Linked DNA regions of Mus musculus: regions 2, 3, 4 and 5 are each linked to region 1. A link is a contact called in public promoter capture Hi-C data. All regions are on one chromosome and are shown on one strand. Each heading gives the region's core, a stretch centred on a gene start, on an enhancer-like site or on the middle of the called end of the contact. The rest is flanking DNA. Distances are from core to core; before and after follow the strand shown. Region 1 holds the start of Upf2 (UPF2 regulator of nonsense transcripts homolog (yeast)). Region 2 holds the start of Meig1 (meiosis expressed gene 1). Region 3 holds the start of Acbd7 (acyl-Coenzyme A binding domain containing 7). Region 4 holds the start of Nmt2 (N-myristoyltransferase 2). Region 5 holds the start of Fam107b (family with sequence similarity 107, member B).

Region 1 (2,700 bases), core at 7-2,506:
CCCTTTACGTGATTGACCTATTGGTTGTTTTGAACAAGAAAAAATTAACCCAGGAGGTGCACAATTTGAAAGAGAATTTACTTGCTAATAATGAAGTGGGCAGGGAGAAAGCAAATGGGCAAAGGCTGAATAAAAAGGGGGCAAAGACATCTCAAGCACTAAGGTTGGTAGCAGATCATTGTACGGGCTTGAACACTGATGAATCCAGACTTGTTTTGCACCTTTGTTCCTTTGGCTATGGGCCAACCAGAGCAGAACCATATGTACATCTAAGCAGACCACAATCTGAACACGAATCGGAGGTCAGAAGCACATTATATCCACTTGGGAAAACAGGTTGAGCAGCTGATAATGCACTTCACAGTCAATTTGGTTCAAGTTCGTAACCCCATCCCTTTAAAAACGGGGCGATTTCATTCCACTGTGAAAGTTATAATACTTACAATAGAGGGCTTTCTATATTTTCCAAATGGGAAAAGCCTTGATTGCTCTCTATTTTAGCTGTTTTTCATGTCCAACACCTTAAACCGGTTCTGGAAATTCCCCCACCAGTCTACTCTACCTCTACCTTCCTCAACAGCCATGTTCTTTAGCTTTTCGATTTTTTAAACCTTCAACCTTTCGGTATTAGTCCAATCAAAGTTTGCCTTCTTGAACCCGTTCCTCACGTTCGCATCAGGCAACCTTCGGAGAACTAAGTTACCAACCTTGACCTCGACAGCGCCCCGTAATTCTACTATCCCACCACTCTTCTATGCCTCCTTAGAGTTCCGCCCCGTCTCATTCTCGCTCCCCCCACCCCCGCCCCCAGCCGTGAATCGCTTGCGCCTGCGCATCTCCAATTCAGGCGCTTTCCCTTTCCTGACGACCAATCCACTTCCCGCCTCCGGTCCTTGGAACACTCCTCCCCTCTGCTGGGGCCCTGATTGGAGGTGCTGGAAGCGGTTGTCCTATTCATTGCCTGTACATAAAAATTTACAGATAGGAGAATTTCAACGAATATCTGAAGGAGAAGCACATCCTCGAGATTAGGTATAGATTGATCACTTCTTAACCCAGACGAGGGATTGAACACATAGCGAGGGACCGGAGACGAAGGTCCATTTGGACTAGGCAGTCGTGCGGGCAGCCTTTTCCTTTTCCCTCTGCGCTCCGCCCCGCCCCCCTAGCAGCCCGGCCGCGTTGGTGAGTGGCGGGCGGGCGGGCCGACGGGCGGAGGGAGGAGGGGAGCGGAGGGAAGGCGGGCCCTCGTCTGCGAGAGCGGCGGGGGGAGGGGAGGGGAGCCCGAGCGCTGGAGTTGGTGCTGGGAAACCCGGGGCTAATGTTGACAACAGGCACTAGGTGAGTTCCGGGGATCCTCCTTCCCCCTCCACTCCGACGATAGGGACGAGCTGGTGCGGAGGGCTACCGGTCCGGACTCCTGCTCCCCGAGGGACCCGAGAGGCGACTCCGCACTCCAGCTCTCCGGGGGCGGCGAGCAGTGGAGGGACGAGCGGATCGGACGTCGTCCTCCTCAGACCCCTCTCCCGGAGGCTCCGGTCAATGTGGGGGGGATGTCTCGGCCCGGCCGAGGCCGGCGTGAGGGGCGATAGAAGAGGTGTCTGCCCCGCATGCCTGGGCCCAGCGTCGGGGCTGGAGGCGGAGGAGCCTGCCGTGGAGGGGGAAGGTGTTCGGGGGCGTGGAAGAGTGCGAGGAGAGGCTTGGGGCGAGCTCGGCGGTCCGGAGGGAAGCGTGGACGAGGGAGCGGGGAAGATGTGGAGTAGGCAGTCGAGCTGGAGAGGCTGCAGTCTGAGGGAGTGTGGGATGAGAAGTTAGGCTTGGGGCTTAGATGTCCCCACGGAATAGGAGTTGTGGACGGGAAGTGTGTCAATGGTGGGACCCTGAGACCCAGCGGGGGTTTGTGGGAGATTTGTGGGTGATGCGTGTGCAGGGGAAGAGGCTTGGAGCGGACCTGCGGATGGGGGGCAACGGGGCTGTTCGGGTTTACTTCCTTTTAATCAGGTAGGATGGTTGACTGTTCGACTCGAACTCAAGGCTTTCATTACTTCCCTTACAAGCAAGTACTGTTGAACTAAAGAGAAGCCTAGCAGAGGCTGCTTACAGGTTTGGGGGTACGCATGGAAGCGAATAGCCTTGCTCTTAGAAAACCTTAAATGTACCGATTGACACATTAGATGAAAATAAGACTGTTACTGACCCTTCTCATTTGTCATAGTTTTTAGGGGTTCATAAAAGTCGTACAGATCGTCAGGAAAGCCACTTTTGAGCTGTGGTGAAATCTCTGAAAAAATTTGAATAAGTCTCGTACATATATAAGGATTTTGTAAAAGAATAAACTCAGAAACCGGAAGATATCTCTGTGCTGTTCTACCTTTAGAACATTTTGAGTTCAAAACACAGACTTGAAAGGTAAACCAGCATTCTCTTACTCTGTAGTGTTTTCAGAGCAGTCTGATTGTGATTTCATACATAGACCATATGGTACTTAGCAAACTTATAGCTGTATTAGGGGACACCTCCGTTCTCTGTCCTCTCTCCAGGACACTGCATTAGAGTCTGTCTTACTAGTAAAACAGTTTTTACTTTCTTTTGGAAGTTTAGAATGTACTTAGAAAGGCAACTAAAATAATACAGACCAAGTGCCGGGAGCGGTATTTTGGGAGCTAGAAAGGTGGTTTTCAATCATACTTTCCTTTTAAG
Region 2 (2,700 bases), core at 16-2,515, 2.5 Mb before region 1:
ACATTCAGTTCTAATGTAACCGTAGTCACCTATGCTGGAGCCAGCTACTACCTCAAGCCTTCAAACAGCCATTTAGAAACGACTACAAAAACATAACACAGAAACTCTTCATTTAGACCCACAAGGTAACCCAAAAGGAGGCTGAAGCCTGGTACCTTCGCCTTGGTTTTGTCTGACCCCTTTACTTTGGGTCAGAGGAATGCCTATCTGCACCGGGATGTTAACCATCCAATCATGGTCTGTCTATTTAAACTATCTCACCACCCTTCAAAGCTGAAGATCTAGGCGGCCAAGAATTTGAGAAATCTTGGATTTCCACCAGGTGCCTTGTAGCATGAGAGTTGACACCACAGGGGTGAAGGACACTACAACCTGGACTCACAACTTAAATGAGACCGTTATGAATACCTTTTATGCCCTGTTTAGTTTCTTCCTCTACTTAACCCTTACGCTCATACCAGCCCCCCAAACACAAACCTGGGGCCCCAGGATTTTTTTCCTTATTACCCTCGCTAGTGTACCATGTTAATTACATCTTTCTCTACTGTTCACTTTGTGTGTCTCCTTAATTGGTGTATTTGGGATGGGTGGCCAAGTCCAGCGTGTTGTCGCTGGAGCTTTTGCCTTGTAACCCGTAATTAGATAACATGCCTAATCTTCCAATCCCCATCTCCTCACCTTATATCATGATTTGTGCTCCTAGCAGGTGGCAGGATCCCTCTAACTACGTGTAAACCTTGTTCGAGATAACGAACATACTGGGACTGTATTCTGAACTCAGTTCTCACATTGGGTCCGAACATCGTTTTCTGAACACAGTCCTCAAAACGGATGTTCATTTTAAAGACGAAAGTACCCCCCACCGTCAAGCACTCCCTTCTGGTCTAGGTGTGCCACGTTTGTGTAAAGCCACCCCGTAAGAGTGTTCTCACAGCTAGCATGCTGTCTGCCAGAAACCGCTTTCTTCCCCCCATATATCACGATGTTTGTAAGGTATAATCTGCTGGAAGAAACTGAACTAGCATCTGAGCCCTGGCATCACATACACATACATACAGTGTGTGTGTGTGTGGGAGGGGGGGGACGGCTCCCGCTATCCGCGATTACCCTCGTTCAGCCGGCCTCGCAGGAGGGCGCAGCGGTGTTCGTGTTCTCTACTCGGGATCTTGAGCTGAGACAGCCAGGGGCCAACTGTTACGGCCGGTGTAACCGGCGCGTCTCCTAGCAACGCCGTGACGCCGCTCGGCCGGTCCACGTGAGCGAGCCAAGCCCAGTTTCCTCCGACCCCGCCCCCCGCTTCTGGGTCTTTGTGCGCATGCACAAGGGCCAGGCTGGGCGAAGAGTTCTCTGCAGAGGGGATTCCCCGGTTGGCGCTGCTCACTAATGCTCGCTGTTGAAAGCGTTTGAGAGAATAGACATTTTACAGGTTCAGAATCCTGATAGAAGTGTGTGCTTGGATCACTAAATGAAAACGTTACCATCTATAGATTTTTTTCCCATTAGTATCTAAACGGATAGTTAATATATCACCTATTTCGGTGAAAAGTGATTAACGATCCGTATTTTGAGTCGAGAGTCACGATGATTGTCTAATAAATCGAGGGTGAAAGGGAAAAGGTCAACGCCAAGTCATTGAAAAGCCCCGGAACCAGTACTTAACAGTGCAGGGATTCTGTGAACTAGTTGTTAAACACAAGCCATATTTTTTTACAGATCAAATTCAGCAAGGTCCTAGTTAAAAGTGTCATTTAACACTAAAGAGGTTTTAAGTTTAAAAAAAAAAAACGGATCTATAACTCTCTAATTTCCTTAGCCAAGATGTATCTCTGAACTTTAGACCTATCTAAACAGTTTATATTCCATATCCAAACAAAGGAAACTCTACTTACACATTTTCCTCTTTGACTAGCTGTTACCTACAATCCTCTGTTTCTATTATTCCATCCATCAGCAAGACCTGTTGGCTTTAATAGCTCCCACCCAAGTCCAAAAAGCCATCTCTTGGCAGTCTCTGGCCACCACACTAATTCCCAACCTTGATCCCCACCCCCATAGCCTGTTCTCCACACAACAGTCAGCACCAGACACTTAAAATCTAAGTAAGATTATGTCAGTCTTGGGCTTGGGCTGTGACCCTGTAATAGCTTTCTATTTTATTCACAGTAAACAAACAAAATAAACAACGAAAGCTTCAGAGGTTTATAAGGTCAGTAAAGCCTTGAAATTTCCATATGACTCTTATAGGTTTGTTGTCTTCCTCGGTAATCCTGGGTCACTTTGCACCAGCCATACCTAGCCGAACAGCTCCTAGCATGCAAATGTGTATGCAGCATGCTCAAAGTGAGGAAATATATTTCACCATCACATTGCCGCTGCTGCCACTATGAGCAGGAAAAGCAAGGTAGCTACGAGGAAGGCACTTCAGAACACAGGCCTTGAATTTAAGTCTGGACTCTGTTTACTGAGAAGACCTTGTGCAATTTACATAACAATGTAACAACTGAACAATAAGAGCCTGTCTGCTTGGGTTGCTGTGAGACAGAAATACTAAACACAGGACACTTCAGACAGCATCTGGAACTCCCCAAGTGCTGGCAACACATTATGCGGGGTAGTCATTCTGTGAACAAGGGTTCTTTGACTGCTTTACACTGTGCCTTAGTGTTCTGCCCAGGAGCTGTAACATTGTAGAGAGCAGAT
Region 3 (2,700 bases), core at 91-2,590, 2.6 Mb before region 1:
TATTTTATTATTTTTATTTTATTATTTTTATTTTATTATTTATTTATTTATTTTATTTTTATTTACATCAATTTATGTTTATGATTATGTTTAATCAGTTTATGTTCAGGTTTTTTTTTTTAACAAATATATGCTTCCCATAGTTCCCTAAATTACTATGCATTTGGTAGTCTATATATACACTAAATGGTCAATTTACTTTTCAATGATAGCTTTTATTTTACATTGTAAATAAGTTATGTTTGTGAATAAACAGTTTATAAATGTACCATTTATGATCATAGTTAATTTTATAAATATCTCAAAATATTTTAATAACTTAGAAGGTTTATGAAAGTATTCTTTTTGTCTTAATTCTTGAACTGCTGGATTTAAAGGATACAACAATATAACATTAGCTTAAGAGTCTGAGTCAGAAATCGTAGCATTAGAGCTGACAATACAGTCTGTCAACAAAATGTTCAAGAATTGAACACTAGATTCTTCTTGCTTGCATGGAATTCTGAGCTTTGCCCAGCATTGTATGCTATTGTGGTTTTGTGGAGTCTACAAACATACTGTTAATAACGATTATTTTTAGTTTTTTAATTAGTGTATAGTAATTGTCCAAAATATCCACTTCATTATGGCCTTTCCTGCATGTCTACAATCAGTCCAACATTTAAAAGTCACTTAACTGGGAATGGACTTTAGTAACGAGATACCAAGTCAAAGCACAGGCTTCGAGTCTGTGCCATTGGAGTGTCTATAGCCACATCTGTGTCCAGGGCAGCAATATGAATGGGAGGTGTCTTGAGCACTCGGGCCACCCCAGGCAACAGTGGGTAGCAGTGCCACCCTTCCATAGATCAGATCAGTAAGGAGAAAAGGCGCCTGGTAAGGTTCAGAACATTTGTGTATAGTCATGTAAGCACAAAACCAACACCATGTCTCGAATTCCCGAGAGACGCTATCGGCCATCCCTGAGGTCAGGTGACAGGTGTTATGTGTATTCTCTCTGGGTTAAGGAACAACTCTGAAGAACTTCAGCACATACAGTGCTATAGTTAACACCGCTACACCCAGAGGTAGAATGGAGAGGCAAGGAAAAGGGAAGGAAACAGCCACAGTCTCAACTGAGGAGAGGCAGCGGAGGCATGCGTGCACCTGCAAGTTCGCCTTAGTAAAAGAAGAGAGAGGAGATTAAATGAGCTCCGAGACACTGGGCTGAGTTACCTCCCAGACACTCCCTCCCGCTCCTGTGGCCAATTAGTCCTCCATGCCCAGAGAGCAACCAATAGGAGAGACCGGAGGAGGAGCACTGCTCTTTAAGCAGCGGAGCCCGCTCCCCGGGGACTCTCACTCTGAGCTGGGAGAGTCACAGCATTCCGTGTCTCATCATTATGTCCTTGCAGGTAAGCCAGATCTGGGAAGGCCATGCCAAAGCAATTATCCGAAGCGCTCTGATGGGGCGAGAGGAGGTGTGGTAGCCCTGGGACAGGACAGGGGCAGGTAACCCCCAGGAGCCTTCTGCTGCTGCGACCCTGCAGTGACTCCCACACCTGCCTAAGCAGTGTGGGGCAGTATATTTCACAATATATTGTACTTCACCATCTGTTGACAAGGACCCAGGATCTCTATAGCAACCTGTTTGGCCCTCTGGGAAAATTACCCAGATCTGAAGAATTGACAAGCTCCTGGGGGCGGGGGCTTCTTCACCTCTCTCTCTTAACAACTCCAGGAAGCAAGTGACATCCATTGGGGTCTCCACATCCCCTTGCTCTTGGGGACCTCGGGAGATTTTCATAGATGTGTTTTGTTGAATAACAGGGCTAGATTATAAAGCTCTGACTTTACTGTTTTATTGATAAGAGTGAAAAGAGAATAAATAGGAATTAAAAACCAGGAAGCCCTTTTCTCAGATAAACACATATAGGTTGCTTTTATATATAAATGCCCTCTTTCTATGTGTGTATAATGAAAGGTGTGCGCGCGCACGAGTTCTATCTGCTGGCAAGCCTGGAGATCAGAACCTTCAGAATGCACATGGTAGAGAGAGAGAAGTGTCCCTTGCAATTGTTCCCTGACCTCCAAATGCATGCCATGGTACATGTGCACCCGCATATATGCCGTAATAAACATAGAGCAAATAAAAGAGGAGAGAGGCAGTTAAATGAGCTACCTCCATGGGCAGCATTTAAAGCAGCATTGGAGAAGGGAATCTTTAGGATTTAAAAGTTAAAGAATATCACGAAGGGACAATGAGCTAAGGCATATGAATGCCACCCTGACAATAGGGCAGCATTGAAGGCTAGCCTTAGTTCAATAATTAAAATTGATACAGGGTGTGGGTTTCTATTACTATCAGTGTTGAATGTATTAAATCTATTATTGCTGTAATGAAAATGTTCTTTCATTTCGATAAAATAAGATTCTAGTTTTAAAAAATATATACTTGCTAGATATCAGCATCAGTATGATCAAAGAAAACTGGAATTGCAGTCACTGAAAGTTTAAGTCACTTTGTTTATGCTTAAAGAATAAATTGTTACAAATGAAAAGTTCTTAAAACATATGTGTATTATTTCAATTTGAAATTCTTACCAATGTAGTAATATAACAAAACATGCATTATATTCTAGATGTGGGAGTGTTAGTTCAAGTCAGGAGTGACAGTACACACCTGTCATCCCAGCACTCAGGACTCGGAGACAGGAGAAT
Region 4 (2,700 bases), core at 4-2,503, 2.7 Mb before region 1:
CTGAGAGGAGTCTGTTGTTGCTCAAGATGTCCTTGAACTCTGTATGCAGTGGATGCTGGCCTCAAAGAACTCCTCATTTTGACCTCCGGGACTTTTTACATCCAGGACTGCTGGGATAACAGGCATGGGCCACCATGCTTGGCTTTCTTCCTCTCCTGTTTCCTGATGGAGGACGATTTCAACACTGCCCATACAGGTTTCCTTGGTGGTCTAGGTCATGACCTTCACTTAGGAGAGAGCCGACAGACTTGCCTAAAACGACCCAATCCCCCTAATCTGGGTGTCTTCATGTTTCACAAAATGTTCATTCTGTTCTCAGCCGAACCCATCTAGACAAAAACATGCAAGCAAAAGAAAAAAACCAACCAAACAAACAAAAACCCCAGTCAACCAAACAAAAACCAACTCCAGTCATTTTCTGTTGAGGACTCTGAGGCTGCTTGCAGCGGGGAGGTGGGGAGGGCGGAGCTTTGGCTCGATAAGCATTAGATACTAAAATGTGAAATGGAAAATTTTGAAGAACATGTGGAAGAGGAGGCAGGGAGAGCTTTAGGGAATCGCAGGCCTGAGTGAAAAAAAAAATCCCTGCAGAAGTCGAGAGCGCTGAGGCACACAGACATATAGAATCTGTAGGCAGTGGTCGCAAAGGCTGCCGCGCAGCCCTGCAATCCAGCCTGCAGTGACCAGGTCTAGCCTTGGAGCCACAAACGCATCCTCATTCAGGCCACGCCCCAAGCCCAAAAGCCTCGGCCTCCGGCTCCCGCTCCGGCTCCACCATTCCCCCACCGCCCCACCTCACAGCTTTAGACTGAGGAAGGGCCGGCCTCGTGCTTTCGCCCTTCTGCTGGCTGAGGTGGGCGGGGCCGTGCCCGCTGAGGAGGCCCGAGCGGGCGAGCGAGGTGGGCGGGGCAGTGCTGGCGGAGTGGAGCCGAAGCGGAAGGCGAGGTGGGCGGAGCCTCGCTAGCCCAGGCGGAAACGGGACCACGAGAGGAGCCGGTCTTCACCCGCTAAAATAGGCGGAAGTGGGAAGGCGAGGTAGGCGGGGCCTCGACTGCCTAAGTGGGAGAACTGATGAAGTGGGCGGGTGTAGGCACGCAATGTGGGCGGGGCCCGCCCTGACTGAGGCGGGCGGGACTGCATAGACAGGCGGGAGCCTCAAGGGAGTGGGCGGGGCCGGGCCGGCTGTGATGGGCGTGACCGGGGGGTGGGCGGGGCCGCAGACTCGAGACTCGGTGCCCGAGGGTGGGCGGCACTAGAGGGAGCTGCGGCCGCGCCCGCCCTGTCGCGCCTTGCTTGCTGCTCGGAGCGCCGCCTCCCCAGCCGTTCGGAGCCGCCGCGATGGCGGAGGACAGCGAGTCTGCGGCCAGCCAGCAGAGCCTAGAGCTGGACGACCAGGACACGTGCGGAATAGACGGAGACAATGAGGAGGAGACCGAACACGCCAAAGGGTAGGAGGTGGCGCGCGGGCGCGACAGGGCGGGGACCGCGCGCACCTCAGGGCTCCCGCGCCCGCTCGTGGCGTGCGGGAGCCCCTAGACCGGAGGCTCCGTTTGGCGGTGTCCTCATCCCGAGACCATTGTGAGGTGCAGGTCTCCCAGCTCTCGGGGAGCACGCAGTGGTGGGCGAGGGCTGAGGTGGGCGGGGAGACTGCGACTCGGGCCCGGGAACCCGCGACGCGACAGTCACCTGCCGCGCGCCCCCGCTGGCTTGGCCTCACCCTACCACGGCGAGTGGTTCGGGTGGGAACTTAGCAAGGACGCAAGGCCCTTCCCTTTGCGGTGGCGGCGTCTTGGACCGGCGAGGCGAGGGAGATGCAAGTCGTTCCACTTGTGCCTTGGCATCCTTCTAGTTCTTTCGCGCCCCCCCCCCCCAGCCGCCACTAACCCCCTGTAGAGAGGAAACCCGCAGAGCCGGCGGTGGGGGTGGGATAGGGATGCGCCTCTGGCGGTCTCGGCTGCTGGCGACGAACTGCGCAAAGTTCTGCCTCCCAGGCCGGGAAAGGGGCGCCGAGACCGGGAGAGGGGGAGGGAGACAGGTCTCAGCCGACGCCTGAGGGCGTTCAGCTTTGCGGCCTCTGAGCGTGCCCTCAGAGCTTTCTAGAGCAGAGCTGACGGGTGAACGGAGTTCCCGCGGCCCCGACCTTGCCCCTCCTGCAAAACTGGTGTCTGATCTCCAAAGCCAAATGCACCAAGTACTTTAACATTTGATCGGTTTCTCAATCTATGCTGCCCTCTTTTCTCCCCTACAGACTTGATTTTTTTTTCTTCGAGAAAAGACTGCTTCTGGTTAAGGCTGGTATTGAAGTTCTGTTTTAGAGGCGGGGTTTGGAGGATCATTTTAAATAAAGACCGGTGTCCCTTTGTAGGTGCTGTTTGCCTCAGCCTTTTACCCTGTTGGATTCAAACTATGCGCTGGCACAGACTGTTACTGCTGCCCCTTAGAAGTGAGATTCTGCGAACCATGGTGACTGGAGAAGTGGGTCAGCCTAAAAACACGATAGGGAAGCCTGAGTCACAGATGGCTTATTTATTCAGTTCATGGAGAGTCTTTAAAGTATTTGTATTTTATTTCAACGTTTACTTTAAGCTTTAAGAAAGGAGGCTGTATTGATCTTGAATACGTTATCAGATATTAAATGACAAATGTCAAAAAAGAAAAGCTGACTACATATATCTCCCTTTGGCATGTTGCTTTTTAAGG
Region 5 (2,700 bases), core at 110-2,609, 2.2 Mb before region 1:
CTAGGGAGCCATCAGGGGGAGAGGAAACTCCATGCATGGGGGTGAATGGCAGAAGACTGCGAGTGAAGCACAGCAGAGAGCCCCTGGGACTGGGAAGGCTCTGAGGAAATTATTGTTGGCTTACCTCTATGAGAAAGCGGCAAAGGAATATTGCAAAGTTATCACTATTACGTGCTGTATTTTAGACTAATGTGAAGTAATGTGAATCCTGGGGTGAGTGTGTCTATTGCTCCTGGATTGGGAGGATGCCCAGGAGCTGGCTAAGAGGACTCTGTAAGACTGAAACATTTGGAATAGGTAATTTGCTCATTGAAATCCACTGACAGCATTTTTCCCCCTGTGCAAATATGACCTAAGCTCTTTGAGTCAGAAAAGTTTCCTAATAAATAAATCCTTAGTCATCTGTTGCCAAGAAAATGAAAAGGCTTTGGTATGGAATCCATCAACCTGCTGGCCTTGTTCTCACCCTGAGACAGGGCCTGCTTTTGAACTCGTGATTCATGTAAATGGCTGAACTCGTGATTCATGTAAATGGCACCCTTGGAATTTTGGGTAGGGCAGGGAAACAATTCAGGAGAGCTAGAGAATGAAATTAGATTTTTTTTTTTTAAAGATCAGATCAGTCCTTCCTTGATCTAAATTCTCCATCTGCCCTTTGGTGAGGGTGGAGAGGAAAGCCCAGGTCAGTGGGTTCTGAGCCTTCAGTTGACTGTGACTTTATGTAATTATAACAAACTCCTTTTTTGATTTTCTTCCAAAAAAAATATTTGGCAGGGTTTCAACAGACCGAAGAGAAAGGGGTGGGGGAGAACAAAAAGGAGAGAGAACACAGAGATACAATAAGAGATACACAGTAACATAGAGACATAGACACACAGTAAGAGAGCTACAGATACATAAAGACATAAGACACAGAGAGACAGAAAGGACAAACAGAAAGAGAAACAGAGAGAGCAAGAGAAGGACAAACAGAGAGACAGAGCATGAGAGGGACAGACAGAGAGAAACACATATACAAAGGAGAGACAGAAAGATGAGAAATAAACTCAAAAGCAGATGCATAATGAATTTTAAATTGTGGGCCCCGTGAACTTGCAGCTGACACCTTCCATTAGACAGGTGACAACTTTTCCTTCCACCTTCCTGGTCCTTTCCTGGGCACCCAAGCAAAGGAAAGTAAACCCGCACAACAGAGGCCCCTGCCACATGACCAAGGATCCAGAGCTCTCATCTGAGTCCACTAGGGCAAAGCAAGGCTGAAAGCTCGGGGGGCGTGGTCGGCCGTTCGGGGGCGTGGCCTAGGAGTTGGGCGTGACTTAGTGATGACTCAGCGGCCCCGCCCCGTCCCCGGCCCGCCCCGCCACTTAATTCTGACGCGCGAGGCCGCCGGGTGCGAGAGCCGCCCCGAGCCGGACGGGCTTCTTACTCCGGCGTTGCAACCGCCGTCGGAACCGCCCTCTCGCCACCTCGGTGGCTAAGGTGCCGGGTACCAACGCCAGCAGCGGAGCGCGCCAGGGAGCAGCGCGCCTTTGTGCGAGGTAGGCTGGCCCCACACTTACTTCTCACACAAAGACGAGGGGCTTGCAAGGCGGCCGCCCGCCGGGAGAAAGCGACGGGTGTCTGACCCCGGCCTGGGGGACCCTGTCGTTGGCCTGCAGGGCGGGCTGGGGTATGCGGTCCCTCGGGCGTAGGCGAGCAGCGGGGAGCCTGGTGGCCCTGCGCTGCTTGGGGAGGTCTAGGGTGCAGGGCCCGGGCGGCGGCCCGGATCGAGGGGCGCCGGGGCGGAGGGGCCCCCTGGAGAGGGGGGAATCCAGGCTGCTGCTTGGTTGGTTCATTGTTGCATCCTCGGCCCTGCAGACCCAGACCTTAAGACCCAGGCTGCAGTGGCTGCGCGCCCCGGGCCAGATGCCCGCCTTGCCTGTCCCGGCAGCAGGACAGGGTCAGCGTCCCGAAGCCGGCTCCTACCCGGCAGACAAAGGCGGGGTCGTGCTGCTTTGAAAGGTGGTAGTGACACTGTTTCCTGTCTGCAAGTAACTTTTCTATGTTGGACTCTGCTGTGCCTCTTGGAGTCCGGTCAAGCCAGGGGGTTTGGGTGATGTCAGCGCAGAAGTCCCCACATTTTTGGGGGACTCAGTGATTGCCTCCTGAAACATTTCTGGATGACTGGGAGGTAATCTGGTGTATAAGAGCCAAGTTTTGACATGTGTGCTGGAAGTGAAGCGTCCCCAGCTCTCTTTGAAATGTAGAGAGTTCCTGTTGAGAGGATGAAGTGCACACACCAGCCATCCCAATCCCTTCTCAGATTTTTGTCCAGGACTGCTAAGTGAGGTTACTTAGTCAGAATGGGGGGTGATACTGGAGGCGCCAACAGGGGAACAGAAGGAGCCCTGTTTGGCTTGACTTTCTGAATTTGAGCCTCCCTGCTAACAGGTACACTTTCTCTAGGCATGCTACCTCACTAGCATTTGGACATGTTAAAGTTGCTCTAAATCCTGTCAGAGATGCCTGTCTAGGGACGGTTCCTTAGTGTTTGGAGTTTCAGGCTTTACAACTTTGAATTAATAATCATATATATTTGTGATAAATTAAAAACCAGAAGATAGGTCACTCATGTGGCCACCACCCACACATACCCTGAGGATGAAGGTGTATTTGCTTTATAGGTGGCAGGGAAGTTTGTGTGTGTGTGTGTGTGTATGT

What was found. Promoter capture Hi-C pulls out the DNA fragments that hold promoters and counts their contacts. Capture Hi-C pulls out chosen DNA fragments and counts their contacts.
Region 2: a contact with region 1 is called in a promoter capture Hi-C map of liver, with 2.6 times the contacts expected there. The contact joins the promoter of Meig1 here to the promoter of Upf2 in region 1. A contact is called at or near these places in 4 of 39 promoter capture datasets (the C10 cell line, liver, neutrophils and 1 more), 2 of 484 Hi-C or Micro-C datasets (CD4 T cells and erythroblasts) and 2 of 9 other capture datasets (adipose tissue and liver).
Region 3: a promoter capture Hi-C map of liver shows a contact between it and region 1, with 6 times the contacts expected there. The contact joins the promoter of Acbd7 here to the promoter of Upf2 in region 1. A contact is called at or near these places in 2 of 39 promoter capture datasets (liver and pre-B cells), 1 of 484 Hi-C or Micro-C datasets (CD4 T cells) and 2 of 9 other capture datasets (adipose tissue and liver).
Region 4: a contact with region 1 is called in a promoter capture Hi-C map of pre-B cells, with 3 times the contacts expected there. The contact joins the promoter of Nmt2 here to the promoter of Upf2 in region 1. A contact is called at or near these places in 1 of 39 promoter capture datasets (pre-B cells) and 1 of 484 Hi-C or Micro-C datasets (CD4 T cells).
Region 5: a promoter capture Hi-C map of liver shows a contact between it and region 1, with 4 times the contacts expected there. The contact joins the promoter of Fam107b here to the promoter of Upf2 in region 1. A contact is called at or near these places in 2 of 39 promoter capture datasets (liver and pre-B cells) and 1 of 484 Hi-C or Micro-C datasets (B cells).

What each region holds. Positions count from the first base shown.
Region 1 is chr2:5,950,213-5,952,912 of GRCm38.p6, forward strand. Upf2 (UPF2 regulator of nonsense transcripts homolog (yeast)) reads left to right here and starts at 1,257. Exons shown (of 22, transcript NM_001081132.1): 1 at 1,257-1,341.
Region 2 is chr2:3,417,864-3,420,563 of GRCm38.p6, forward strand. It overlaps Meig1 (meiosis expressed gene 1), which reads right to left and starts at 1,266. Exons shown (of 3, transcript NM_001355207.1): 1 at 1,108-1,266.
Region 3 is chr2:3,334,828-3,337,527 of GRCm38.p6, forward strand. Acbd7 (acyl-Coenzyme A binding domain containing 7) reads left to right here and starts at 1,341. Exons shown (of 4, transcript NM_030063.2): 1 at 1,341-1,394. The coding sequence starts at 1,383.
Region 4 is chr2:3,282,959-3,285,658 of GRCm38.p6, forward strand. It overlaps Nmt2 (N-myristoyltransferase 2), which reads left to right and starts at 1,254. Exons shown (of 14, transcript NM_008708.2): 1 at 1,254-1,448. The coding sequence starts at 1,339.
Region 5 is chr2:3,712,099-3,714,798 of GRCm38.p6, forward strand. Fam107b (family with sequence similarity 107, member B) reads left to right here and starts at 1,360. Exons shown (of 4, transcript NM_025626.4): 1 at 1,360-1,538.